Linked DNA regions of Rattus norvegicus: region 2 is linked to region 1. A link is a contact called in public Hi-C data. All regions are on one chromosome and are shown on one strand. Each heading gives the region's core, a stretch centred on a gene start, on an enhancer-like site or on the middle of the called end of the contact. The rest is flanking DNA. Distances are from core to core; before and after follow the strand shown.

Region 1 (5,746 bases), core at 1,705-4,204:
CACCACCTCCACCACCACCATCACCATCACCACCACCACCACCACCTCCATCACCACCTCCACTACCACCACCACCACCACCACCACCACCACCACCACCTCCACCACCACCATCACCATCACCACCACCACCTCCACCACCACCATCACCACCACCACCACCACCACCACCACCATCACCACCACCACCACCACCACCATCACCACCACCTCCATCACCACCATCACCACCATCACCACCACCATCACCACCACCATCACTACCACCACCTCCACCACCACCACCACCATCACCACCACCACCTCCATACCACCATCACCACCACCACCACCACCTCCATCACCACCATCACCACCACCACCACCACCACCTCCACCACCACCATCACCATCACCACCACCACCACCACCTCCATCACCACCTCCACTACCACCACCACCACCACCACCACCACCACCTCCACCACCACCATCACCACCTCCACTACCACCACCACCACCACCACCACCACCATCACCACCACCACCACCTCCACCACCACCACCACCTCCACCACCACCATCACCACCTCCACTACCACCACCACCACCACCACCACCATCACCACCACCACCACCTCCACCACCACCATCACCATCACCACCACCACCACCACCACCACCACCACCACCACCACCTCCACCACCACCATCACCATCACCACCACCACCACCACCACCTCCATCACCACCTCCACTACCACCACCACCACCACCACCACCACCACCACCACCACCACCACCACCACCATCACCACCACCACCACCACCAGCAGAGCTGGGGAGACGGCTCAGCGTTTACGGGCTCTTGCAGACGACCCAAGTTCAATTTCCAGCATGCGTGTGGCCACTCACAGGTGTGCACGCCACACCCGCTCACCCAGCTCTTCCTATAGACGGACTCTTTTCCAAGGAAGCTGTGGAGAAAGTAAAGACTTAACAGAGGGCTTTCAGTGCCCGCCCTATTGAGAAGGCTCTCCGGGACACCCATCACACTTGCCAGTGATGCCCTAAAGTCCTCAGGTTCCTCGAAGGAAAGAGTGAGCGAGGTGACCAGGGGCCACTTTTTAGCGGCTTCCCATGTGTGGCTGGGTGCCAAGCAAAGCAGTACCGCCCAGCCAGGACGGGTTCCAGATCCCAGTTTGCTGGGGGCCCGAGAAAACACCAGGCCCTGTGATTCGGATGAGTGCCTGATGAGAGCCGCATAAAGATTCCTCTGTGGCTGTGAGTGATGAGGAGAGACTGTTCTAGGAAAGCAGGACAAACGGAAAGCCTGGAGCGTCCAGACACGGAAATTCTCTCCCTGAATTGCCTTTTCCTATTGAGATAAGATAATATACAATAAAACACAGGGCTATGGAAGGGCAGCTTCTAACCCCAGCAGAGCAGCCCGACGCAGGCCTGGCTGAGGCAAAATACTGTCTGGTGGGTGAGGACCTAGTGGGGCTCCAGCTGGACCCAGAGGGAAAGTCTTGTGGGACCCTGATTTCCTTTGGTTCTCGCTTGCTCGCTCTCCCACTCTCTCCCCCTCCTCCCGCTCCCTCCCCTCCCCCTCCTCTCCCCCTCCTCTCCCTCCCCTTCCCCTCCTCTCCCTCCCCCTCCTTCTCCTCCCTCCTTCCCCTCCCCTCCCCTTCCTCCTCCTCCTTCTCCTCTTCCTCCTCCTCCTTCCTCTTCTTCTTCCTCTCTCTCTCTCTCTCTCTCTCTCTCTCTCTCTCTCTCTCTCTCTCTCTCTATTTTTGAGACAGACTCTTACTATGTCCTGGCTGACCTCAGATTCACTATGTAGCCCAGGCTGCTCTTGAATCTCCTGTTTTAGTCTCCTCATTACTGACATTTTAAGTATGAGCTACTGGGCGTGGCTGTCATTACTAACCTCATGTATGTCCACTTCTGCCTGCTAGGATATGCAAAGACTCCTAAGAAGCAATGAAAGAACCCCTTAAACCCCAAAAGTGTCACAAATCCAAGTCTGCTGTCACTGTCCCGCAGCACAAAGCCTTTCCTTCCATCAGGTTTTCCCATTTTCAGGGCCAGTTCCGCTTCTCCTTGAAACTCACTGGGCTGCTGTCTTTTAATGCTGGAGCGCATCCCAGCCATATGTACAATTAAAACTGTGAGCACACATGGTTGAGGAGACCCTGAGATGTGGGGGCAGAGCTACATGGTGTGTTACCCCAGTCACAGAGCAGCCTTAGGCAGGAAATCCTTCTCTGACGTCAATCTAGTGACTTGCCTACGGTCCCAAGTGAGCTAGTGTCCCGAGGGAGCCCTCCCTGGCCTGTCAGAGAAGATGGAAGGCGGGGGCTAGGCCTGGACTAGATCAGTTACTTTTCTAGTCCCTATGACCAAGTATCCACCCAGAAGCAACTTGAGGAAGAGTTTTTTTGGGGGGCTCACAGTTTGAAGGGATGCAGTTCCTCATTGTAGGGGGGTGGTGCACGGCAGCAGGACAACTGCTCCCCTTGTAGTCAGGGGGCCCAGAGAAGTAAATGCTGAGCTCAGCTCCATTTCTTCTTATTTAGTGCAGGACTCCAGCCCACGGGGATGGAGCCAACCACACTCAGGGCAGGTCTGCCCTCCTTGGTTAAGCCTTGCTAGAAACACCCTCACAGATTCTCCCTGAGGTGTGCTGCACTTCTAAACCCAGTCAAGCTGATGAAGAAGAACCATCAGTCTGAGATATTGGCCTTAACGACTGAATCAGAGAGGCAGAACCAATCTCACTGAGCAGAACGGGAACCGGTGTTTGGGAAGCTTGGTAAGTGCCCTACCCTGAGCTACACTGCTTGTTACCTTCCTCTGTTCCTGGGCTGTAAAATGAGATCATTAATATCTTCCTGTCACACAGGGTTGTGAGACAAGGAATGTTGCTTAGTAGAACTGTAATTTCACCTCTCCCTGTACTCAGTTACTGGGAGGCAGGCCAGTGCTCCAACAGGCTGTCACAGTGCAGAACAAAGGTCGAATTCTCTCAAGGGGCCAACATTAAATTAGGCTTCTCTGGCTAGCTAGGAATGGTGTCACATTTCAGCCCTTTTGCCTTTCTTATCCCTTCATATTCTTTGGTTTCTCCCCTTTCTTTATATCCATTCAACTAATGCTTTTAAAGTTTTATTTATTTTTATATATATTGATGCTTTTGTCTACATGTATGTGTGTGTGAAGGTGCCAGGTCCTCTGGAACTGGAGTTACAGACAGTTGTGAACAAACATGTGGGTACTGGGATTTGAACCAGGACCTCTGGAAGAGCAACCAGTGCTCCTAACCTCTGAGCCATCTCTCCAGCCATCGACTAACACTTTCTGAGGAGTTAGTGTGTCCAGGCCACCCTGCTGGGGCTGAAAGGAGTATAAATAACACCCAGTGCTGGGCTGTGTTGTCTGGATATGAGAGTATAGTACCCTGAGGAGAGGTGGGGCAGTTGAAAACCAGAGCAGGGAGGCATTCACCAAGGATACAATCTTTGAGTCTGTCTTTGAAGAACAAACAGATCGTGATCTCCCAAGTAGAGGCAGCAAGAGGAAAGTCAAGAGCCCAGAGTGCATGGGTGCATACATGTCTCACACATGGGTGCATACATGTCTCTCATACATGGGTGCATACATGTCTCACACATGGGTATATGCATGTCTCACACATGGGTGCAAACATGTCTCATACATGGGTGCATGCATGTCTCATACATGGGTGCATACATGTCTCACACATGGGTGCATACATGTCTCACACATGGGTGCATACATGTTTCACACATGTATGAGCACAATTCCCCACCCCTTTATGACAGAAAGGCAGTTTCAGCCACACTCTGCCAGAAGCTTCTAAGCAATCTAGACCATTCCTGGAAATGGGACTGCCTGTTTGTCATGGGTTGTGACTGAATTAAAGCAATCGTCCTCCACCCTGGCCCTGCACCAGAATTACTTGTGGCTTGTTCTTGGTTTAGATTTCATTCATGTTTCCTGGCCCAACCCTTCATGTAGTCTGAATTAGGGACTGGGTTTGGGACCCCATAACTGCGTTCACCTTTTTGCAAACTCTAAGGGTAGAAATATCTTTTCATATTTGTTTTTCTAGTTTCACAGTAGAGCCTGGACGTTTGCCAGTGTGGTAGTGCATGTCCACAAGCCATAGCCCCAGCACACTGGAGGTGGAGGCAGGAGGATCAGAGGTTCAAGGCCAGACTGCTGCATAGCAAGTCTGCACACAAATATTTCTAGGAAATGACTACATAAGCCATATAAAGTATGTCTGTTGACAAGCATATGCATCCAAACACAATGAGTCAATAAATAAAAACGGACAACAGAAAGGCACATAGAACACAGCGGGACATAGGAAGCAAGAATAGTAAGAGACCAGTGATGGCTAAGTAAAAACCAACAAACATTAGTGGTCGTTACCTCTGCTGTGACTGCTGGCTGCCTCACGGTGTCACTGTTGGACACTGGTCCTACTGTGTCTTCAGCTGGCCCCCCCCAGGCTGTCAGGGCAGCTTTGGCCTTTGCTGGCCTTGGCTAAGGGAACTCACACTTGAGTGACACAGTAGTTCACCTGCAGAGGCTCCTCTCTGTCTACCTGTCCTCCAGCTGCTTCCAAACGTGTCACCGAGTCAAACCTCCTCACTGCAGGCTTTCCCCTCCACAGAGCCCTGAGGTGGCTGCTGCTTTTCTTTGACTACCTTGGAACCTTAGGGTGAAAATACATCCGGATTCTCAGACAGTGAGGTTGTTCTTTTAAAGAAAATGTCCTCTGAATCCTGACTTCGGCTCAGAAGGCTGTATTTAGTGGTTCCTATCAAGCATCTAAACCATTGGTTTTCAACCTTCCTAATGCTGTGACCCTTTAATACAGTTCCTCATGCTGTGGTGATCCCAAGCATAAAATTATTTTCCTTGTTACTTCGTAACTGTAATTTTGCTACTGTTATGAATTATGCTTTCCAATGGTCTTAGGTGATCCCTGTGAAAGGGTCGTTTGACCCCCGACTTCCCTCCAGAAGTCAAGACCCACCTGTTGAGAACCCCTTCAAGACTAGCAACAGCTGAGGAAGCAGATACCTGGGACTCCAAGGCAGGTGTTTGCTTCTGTAAGGAAGGAGAAAATCTCCCACATGCCTAACCTCTGCTTGGAAACTTTGTGGTGGGTGGTTGTTCAAAACCCAGCAAAAACCTCTATGCAGCCAGGAAAACGGATCGGTGTGTCACGAGGATTGAGCCTTATTGGTTATTGAAGGTCGCCTGTAGAGAGGGGAGGCGATATACTTATTCTTTTTGCCTGCACACTTCTACGCTGCGGTCCACAGTGGAACTAATCAGACTGGCTCTAAGTCAGTTCTCAGATCAGCTGCTCACAGACCCCACCCCCACCCTCCCCCACCCCACCCCTGCACTCTCCCCCACCCCACCCCTGCACTCTCCCCCACCCCACCCCCACTTCCCATTGCAGTCTCTGAGGGTATCATGGTCACAGCCGACTCTCAGGTCTAGGCTTCCCACCAGTAATACTGATTCAGTGATATCAGGAGTGGAGGAATGGGGAGAAACCCCAAATCCTAGTTAGACGGCACAGAACGGTGGAGAGGGCTTGGGCAGGGCGGGTGGAGGGCTGCCTACCCGGTCCCGCCTAGCTCAGGGGTTATGTCGCAGGAATAGCTCTCAGATAGGGTCCAATACATCCGAGCTGTCAGCAAAGCTGAAAACAAGC
Region 2 (5,708 bases), core at 2,436-4,935, 160 kb after region 1:
GCTGGCATTAAAATATGTACTACTGCACTCAGTTTCTTTTTCTCTAAATATGGTGATGCACTTGCTTACTTAATTCAATAAAAAATAAGAATTTGTAGCCAGGCTGTAGTGGCACAGGCCCTTGATCCCAGCACTCTGGAGGCAGAGGCAGGTGGATCTCTGAGTTTGAGGCCAGCCTGGTGTATAGGGTGAGTTCCAGGACAGCCAGGGATACACAGAGAAACCCTGTCTTAAAGAACAAAATAAAAAATATGCTGCTACTTATCATATTTGTATTATGGGTCATTATTAACATTTACTCAGCTGAAGCAAAACGTAGATAAGAAAGAAAATTAACTCACTGTATGTAGTTTGGTGGTAGAGCGCTTGCTGAGCTTCTGTGACTCTGGGTTATGAGTTGTAGGCAAGCCTGTCCTACAGGGAGGCTCTATATTAGAAAAAGAAAACAGAACAAATAAAAGGCAACGTGCTTGTTAAAGAAATATCTTTAAAAATGCCAAAGGTAAAATGACTTCAGATGAGATCTAGGCAAAGAGAGTGGAGATTTTAGGATTATGTATACATCATTCAGTCTTCCTTCTGGGTAAAACTAGCTAACTCTGTCTTCTGATTCCCCTTCCTTCTTCAGTAGACACTGTAAAATGCAGACTAAACTGGGTGGTGTGGCGTATGCCTACAATCCCAGCACTCTGGAAGTAGGTAGAGGCAGGAGGGTCACATGTTCAAGGCCAGCCGCAGTTGCATAGGAAGTCGAGGGCCAGCCTAGGTTATATGATACTGTCTTAAAATATAAATTAATTAGTTGATTAACCAATCCAAGCTTTATCAGATGAACTATTTTGTCTCATGAGGACAGTTTTAACCATTTGGAATACCTCTAAATAAAAATGCTTATTTAAAAAATAGTCTATAATAAAGTGATATAGTATAGGCTAAACTCATTCTTTATATTAAATCCCAACATGGGTAATACTGTGTGGCCTAATTATAACTTATTTTGTTATACCTCTTGTGTTGCTCCTTAACACAGAAAAAAATACAAAAACTTCACTTGACAAATGTAAATACAGTTTTAGTTTGGTGTATATTGGACACAATAGCCTTCCTTAAGCCTAAACACAGAAACAAAAGCATGTATTATAAGAGAAAGTCTAAGATGGGAAGTGATACAGTGGGTATTGAGTAAACCTTTGTTAAAATGTAGCTGGTATCTTTGTAAAATTTCCATGTATTCATTAAGCTATATTATGTCATTTTATTGTTATGTTAGGAGCTGATTTGAAGTTGAGTTCTGTCCTCAGCACTGTCAATTGTTCGCTTACTATGGTTGGAGGATTAAAATTTCATTGATCTTTTTACGTGGGTATTTATATAGATAGTAGAATAAAGGTCGTTTGCTGGGCTGAGTTAGAACCAGGGCGTGCACATTTTGAATTGTGGGTTTGTTGTGGGTGCAGTAAATTTGAAAGTCTATACCAGTTGTGGTATTTGTTGAAGTATCCCTTTTGGTGTCCTTTGGTTTTTACTTGGGTGAGGTAGTAAACGATTGTAATCTCAGCCCTTGGAAAGTTAAGGCAAGAGATTAGGAGCAGTTTAGGCTATATGGAGAGACCTTATCTCAAAAAAGGAGGGGTAAATGTCTGCTTAAAATTTTATTTGTGTGCATATGTTATGGAGTGGGGCTGGGGGAGCGTATATATGTAGCACTTATATGGAGGTCAGAAGCAACTACATAGGAAGTGCAGGACCAGCCTGGGCTACATGGGAGTCTTCACAAAAGAAAACAAAACATAATACTTAAAATTGCTTTGCTTCAAGTTTTACTTAAGTTACTGATGACTCTGTAAAGCTCCTTGTGAAATTAATCCTTTGGGAATTCTAGGCAGGTTTAAAATTTTTCATTTTATTTTGCGATAGCCTCAGACTGACCTTGAACTCATTATTCTACCTCAGTCTCCTGAATGCTGAGATTACAGATGTATACACCACATTTGACTCAGATGAACTATTGCAGTATTTTGCTCATGGAAAGCAAAGATGTCTATGATGTTCTCTGCAAGTTGATGCCAGTTTGTCTTGTTTGAGAAAATAAGCTCTCATCAACTTCTAGAACAGGCTAAAGACTAATTTCAGTAGTTCTTACTATGGAATCTGCGGGAGAGTAAGCATTATATTAAAACTCAGTGACTTTTATTTCGGATAGCTTCACTTTGTCCTCCCCTGCATTTTATTCTCCTGATGAAGTAAATCCATTTCATTATAAATTCAAGGAAGGGTTTGGTTAAGGACAATAGCCTAGCCCTTTACTGTTAGATAACATCGGGATTCAGGCGTGCACTGTAGGCCGGAACCTGTGTGTGCTGGCAGGAGAGGATTTATTCAAATAGGAGTTCTGCCAGTGGCAAAGAACAGAAGGGCATATCTTCTAAAACCAATTTAAAGTTGCTGAATTAAAAAGTCCTAAATTTTAATATCATAACATCTTTAAAGCAATTTAAACAGAACCAGTATTTGGTATAAAATTCTAATGTTTGTGTGGATTTTTATGGTTTTATTTTATATGAAGAGCCAGCTTTTGAAAGCTGATGCGTCAGGATCGGAGAAGAGCAATGGTATAATGCTATTGGTAAGAAAAAATTCTTTTTCTGTGATGTAGAAATTGACTTGATTGAAGAAAAAATGCAGGCCACCTTTTCAAAGCTTGTTAATGCTTCACATGTCTTAGATGTGTGAAAAACACATTTAACATGCAACTTGGTTACATTTGTGTGTATGTATATATGTATATATGTGTATTTTTTAGTTTAAAGGAAACTTTATTGGGACCTGGTGAAGGGGGCAGACAGAGAAAGGTGACAGAGAAGGACAGAAAGAGAGGAGAAAGAGGGGAAGAGGAAGAGGACATTTGTATTTTTAAGACTTTTTTATTGTTCATTGTCTTTATGGAGTCCTTGTAATGTTAAAGGTTTATTTATATAAGCACTTACGTTTAGTTATCCGTTTACAATCTGTATGTTTTAGATGTAAGCACAAGCACAGTTGGGTTATGAGTTTTCCAAGTGTATTTGAAGGGTTTAATTCTTGGTAATTTCTTGTGAGGTGTATGATATATTTAAAGTTAATGAGATAGCTTCAGACTGTGGATTATTTTTTAGAACAATTTTATATTTAAATTAATTTTATCACTTTGCTAACTTTAGTAGAATTTGTTAAGCTGTTACTTTTGTCTTAAAGCAGTTGACTCATAGAGAAGTAATTCTGTATAAGGAGCTGCAGTATACTGTGGTCAGTGATTGCTGAGGAAGATTTAAGTATCGGTTGTCCTGCCCACTAAATCACCACATGATAACTCAAATAATTGGAGTATTCCTTGCTACGTTCTTTTAACTGTTTAAGATTTTGGGAATAAACTCAATGTTAAAATAAGGTCAACTTGTTAAGGAAATTTAGGGAAATATTTTTAAAATAGTAAACAGGCTCAATGAGAGCATTGAATTTTAATGGCAATTTCAGCTAGTCATACTGGTTCATTTCTTTATAATCCCACAAAAGAGGGAAAGGAGAGATAGGATGAAAAAGGGGGGTGAGATCAAAAACTTGGGCCATTGGTCTGCACTGTAAGCTCCAGGCCAGCCGGGGAAGAGGTTAGAACTGATCATTTAAATGTTACTGGCCATTGGAATTTGTTATGTAACTGCCAGGACTTTGCCAGGGACTAAAGTCTGAAGTGCTTAATCATTTGTATAAAGTGGTAGGCTATTTGCATTTTAACCTATGTGTATTCCTTTGCTATTCATGACAAGAAAAAAGGGTATTTGTTTAGTACTAGTGCTTTGTCTTCCCAAATATTTGTTCAACCTGGTTGGTTAAATTCTCTGGAAGTCTTCTGGGGAAACAGATGCAGTTTGGTGGGAGAACACTTAGTTATCACATACACTTCCCTAGCCAGGCCCTCCATACATTTCTCCAGCCCCTCAGAAATAATGCAAGCTGGTTCTGCAGTGGCAGTGACATGCCAGTTGTTGACCCTCTACTACTTACGATCATAAACCTCAGTATGCTTCATTAATCCATACCTCCTGCAGTTTTGATATATAATAATTTAATTTCTGAGAGAAATACTCTTTTTTTTCATCCCTTAGTGTTAGGGGAGTCTTACTCATCTACTTTGGTCTAAAAGGCTTTACAGAAGAAATAAATTCACTGTAAAGCATCAAGCAGCAGCCAGGAAACCAAGCTCACAGCATTTGGGTGTGGGTGTGGGAGTGGGTGTGGGAGTGGGAGTGGGAGTGGGTGCGGGAGTGGGAGTGGGTGCGGGAGTGGGGGGTGGCTGTGGGGGGTGGGTGTGGGGGTGTGGGGGAAAGGAAGGGTCAAGTAGCTCAGTCTGCTCATTCATGATTCCTGCCTCTGCCTCCGGGATGCTGGGGTCATAGGTGTGTACCAGCAAGTCCAGACCTTAAGAGATTGTGTACCTAAGAAATACACACACAATAGTAACTCCTAACACATTTTATTAGGATAACACTTAACCAACCCTGTATGACTCCAGGCACACTGAGCAGTCCTCTGATTGTTCCTTCCTCTATGTTCTTTCACCCTATGTCTAGGGTGAAAACTCACTGAGTTCACTGACAACTAGCCAAAGAGATTACTTAAAAGGGGAGAGGAAGAGATTACTAAAGAGATTTGTAAACTGTAAAGCACGGCCACTTTTCTTGCCAAGGTAATAGAAATTAAAGTTTCAATTTGGCCAGGTGGTGGTATAAAATCCCAGCACAGAGGCCAGCCAGGGCTACACAGAGAAACCCTGTCTCAAAAGACCAAAACCAAAGCAGACAAAAAACAACAACAACAAAAAATTAAAGTTTGTTATTGAGACAGTCTTACTATGTAACTCCAGTTGTCCCGGAGGTCACTGTGTGACATCGTGTGGCATGCTGGCCTTGGTTTTACAGATGTGCTCACACCTTCCAAGTGCTGGGCTGAGATTATAAAGTTATGAGCTATAACACCTGGTGTATACTAAAAGGTTTTGTTTTTGTTTTTAGGATAACTTATTCTTTGATAATTTCATGTCCATGTCTACTGTGTATGGATTTTAACATACCCGTCCTTTCTCTCTTCCCCATTGTCTTCTCTCCCACTTCAGAGCACGTTCTCTCAGCAAGCCTTTCTGCTTTCATGTACTTTTTCTGTTTTGCTATTATCCACTGAGTTTAATTAGGGTTGATCAGGTAACTTAGTAATGGCCATTCAACTGAAGAAATGGACTCTCTTCACCTAACAGCCATTAGCTGCCAATAGATCCTCAGGGATGGATGGGGGTCTCATGACTCTCTGTCCATGAGGAAATATCGATGGGATTTGCTACTGGGAGTTAGTTAGTGAGTACAGCTGTCATGTCATGTGTTGTGGACAGTATTTCATACTTTTGTTTGTTTCTCTTTTTTTTTCCAGCCCCCTATAATTTCGTGGTGTTCTTTCAGCCTTGGAGTGGGTGAAATAGTTGTCCTAAGTGTTTAGGGCTGGAGCTCTCAACATTTATTCTACCAGTTATGTATTGCTTTGCTAACTGCAGATGTTTCTCTGTCCAAGAAAACAATTGGAGGTAGTTTGAACAAAACAAGAATAATAGGTTCATTACTAAAGGGTCTGAAACTTCCCCAGACATGGGCTTTAGACAGATTTACAGGTCAAAGCATGCTTTC

What was found. A called contact is a pair of places that touch in the nucleus more often than the background predicts.
Region 2: a Hi-C map of kidney shows a contact between it and region 1, with 5 times the contacts expected there. The contact joins two enhancer-like sites. A contact is called at or near these places in 11 of 12 Hi-C or Micro-C datasets (the A7r5 cell line, the Rat2 cell line, Schwann cells and 6 more) and 1 of 1 datasets of contacts at active chromatin or transcription factors (oligodendrocytes).

What each region holds. Positions count from the first base shown.
Region 1 is chr11:83,729,092-83,734,837 of GRCr8, forward strand. No RefSeq gene overlaps it. Among named protein-coding and RNA genes, the nearest start is that of Tmem44, 46 kb to the left of the region's middle. Within about 2 kb of position 2,955, at least 11 of the 93 cell types and tissues checked have an H3K27ac peak or open chromatin away from gene starts, as enhancers often do. A contact at or near this core is called in kidney and liver, where this site is marked.
Region 2 is chr11:83,885,081-83,890,788 of GRCr8, forward strand. All of the region lies in intron 2 of Atp13a3 (ATPase 13A3), which reads left to right. Among named protein-coding and RNA genes, the nearest start is that of Atp13a3, 18 kb to the left of the region's middle. Within about 2 kb of position 3,686, at least 2 of the 93 cell types and tissues checked have an H3K27ac peak or open chromatin away from gene starts, as enhancers often do. A contact at or near this core is called in kidney and liver, where this site is marked.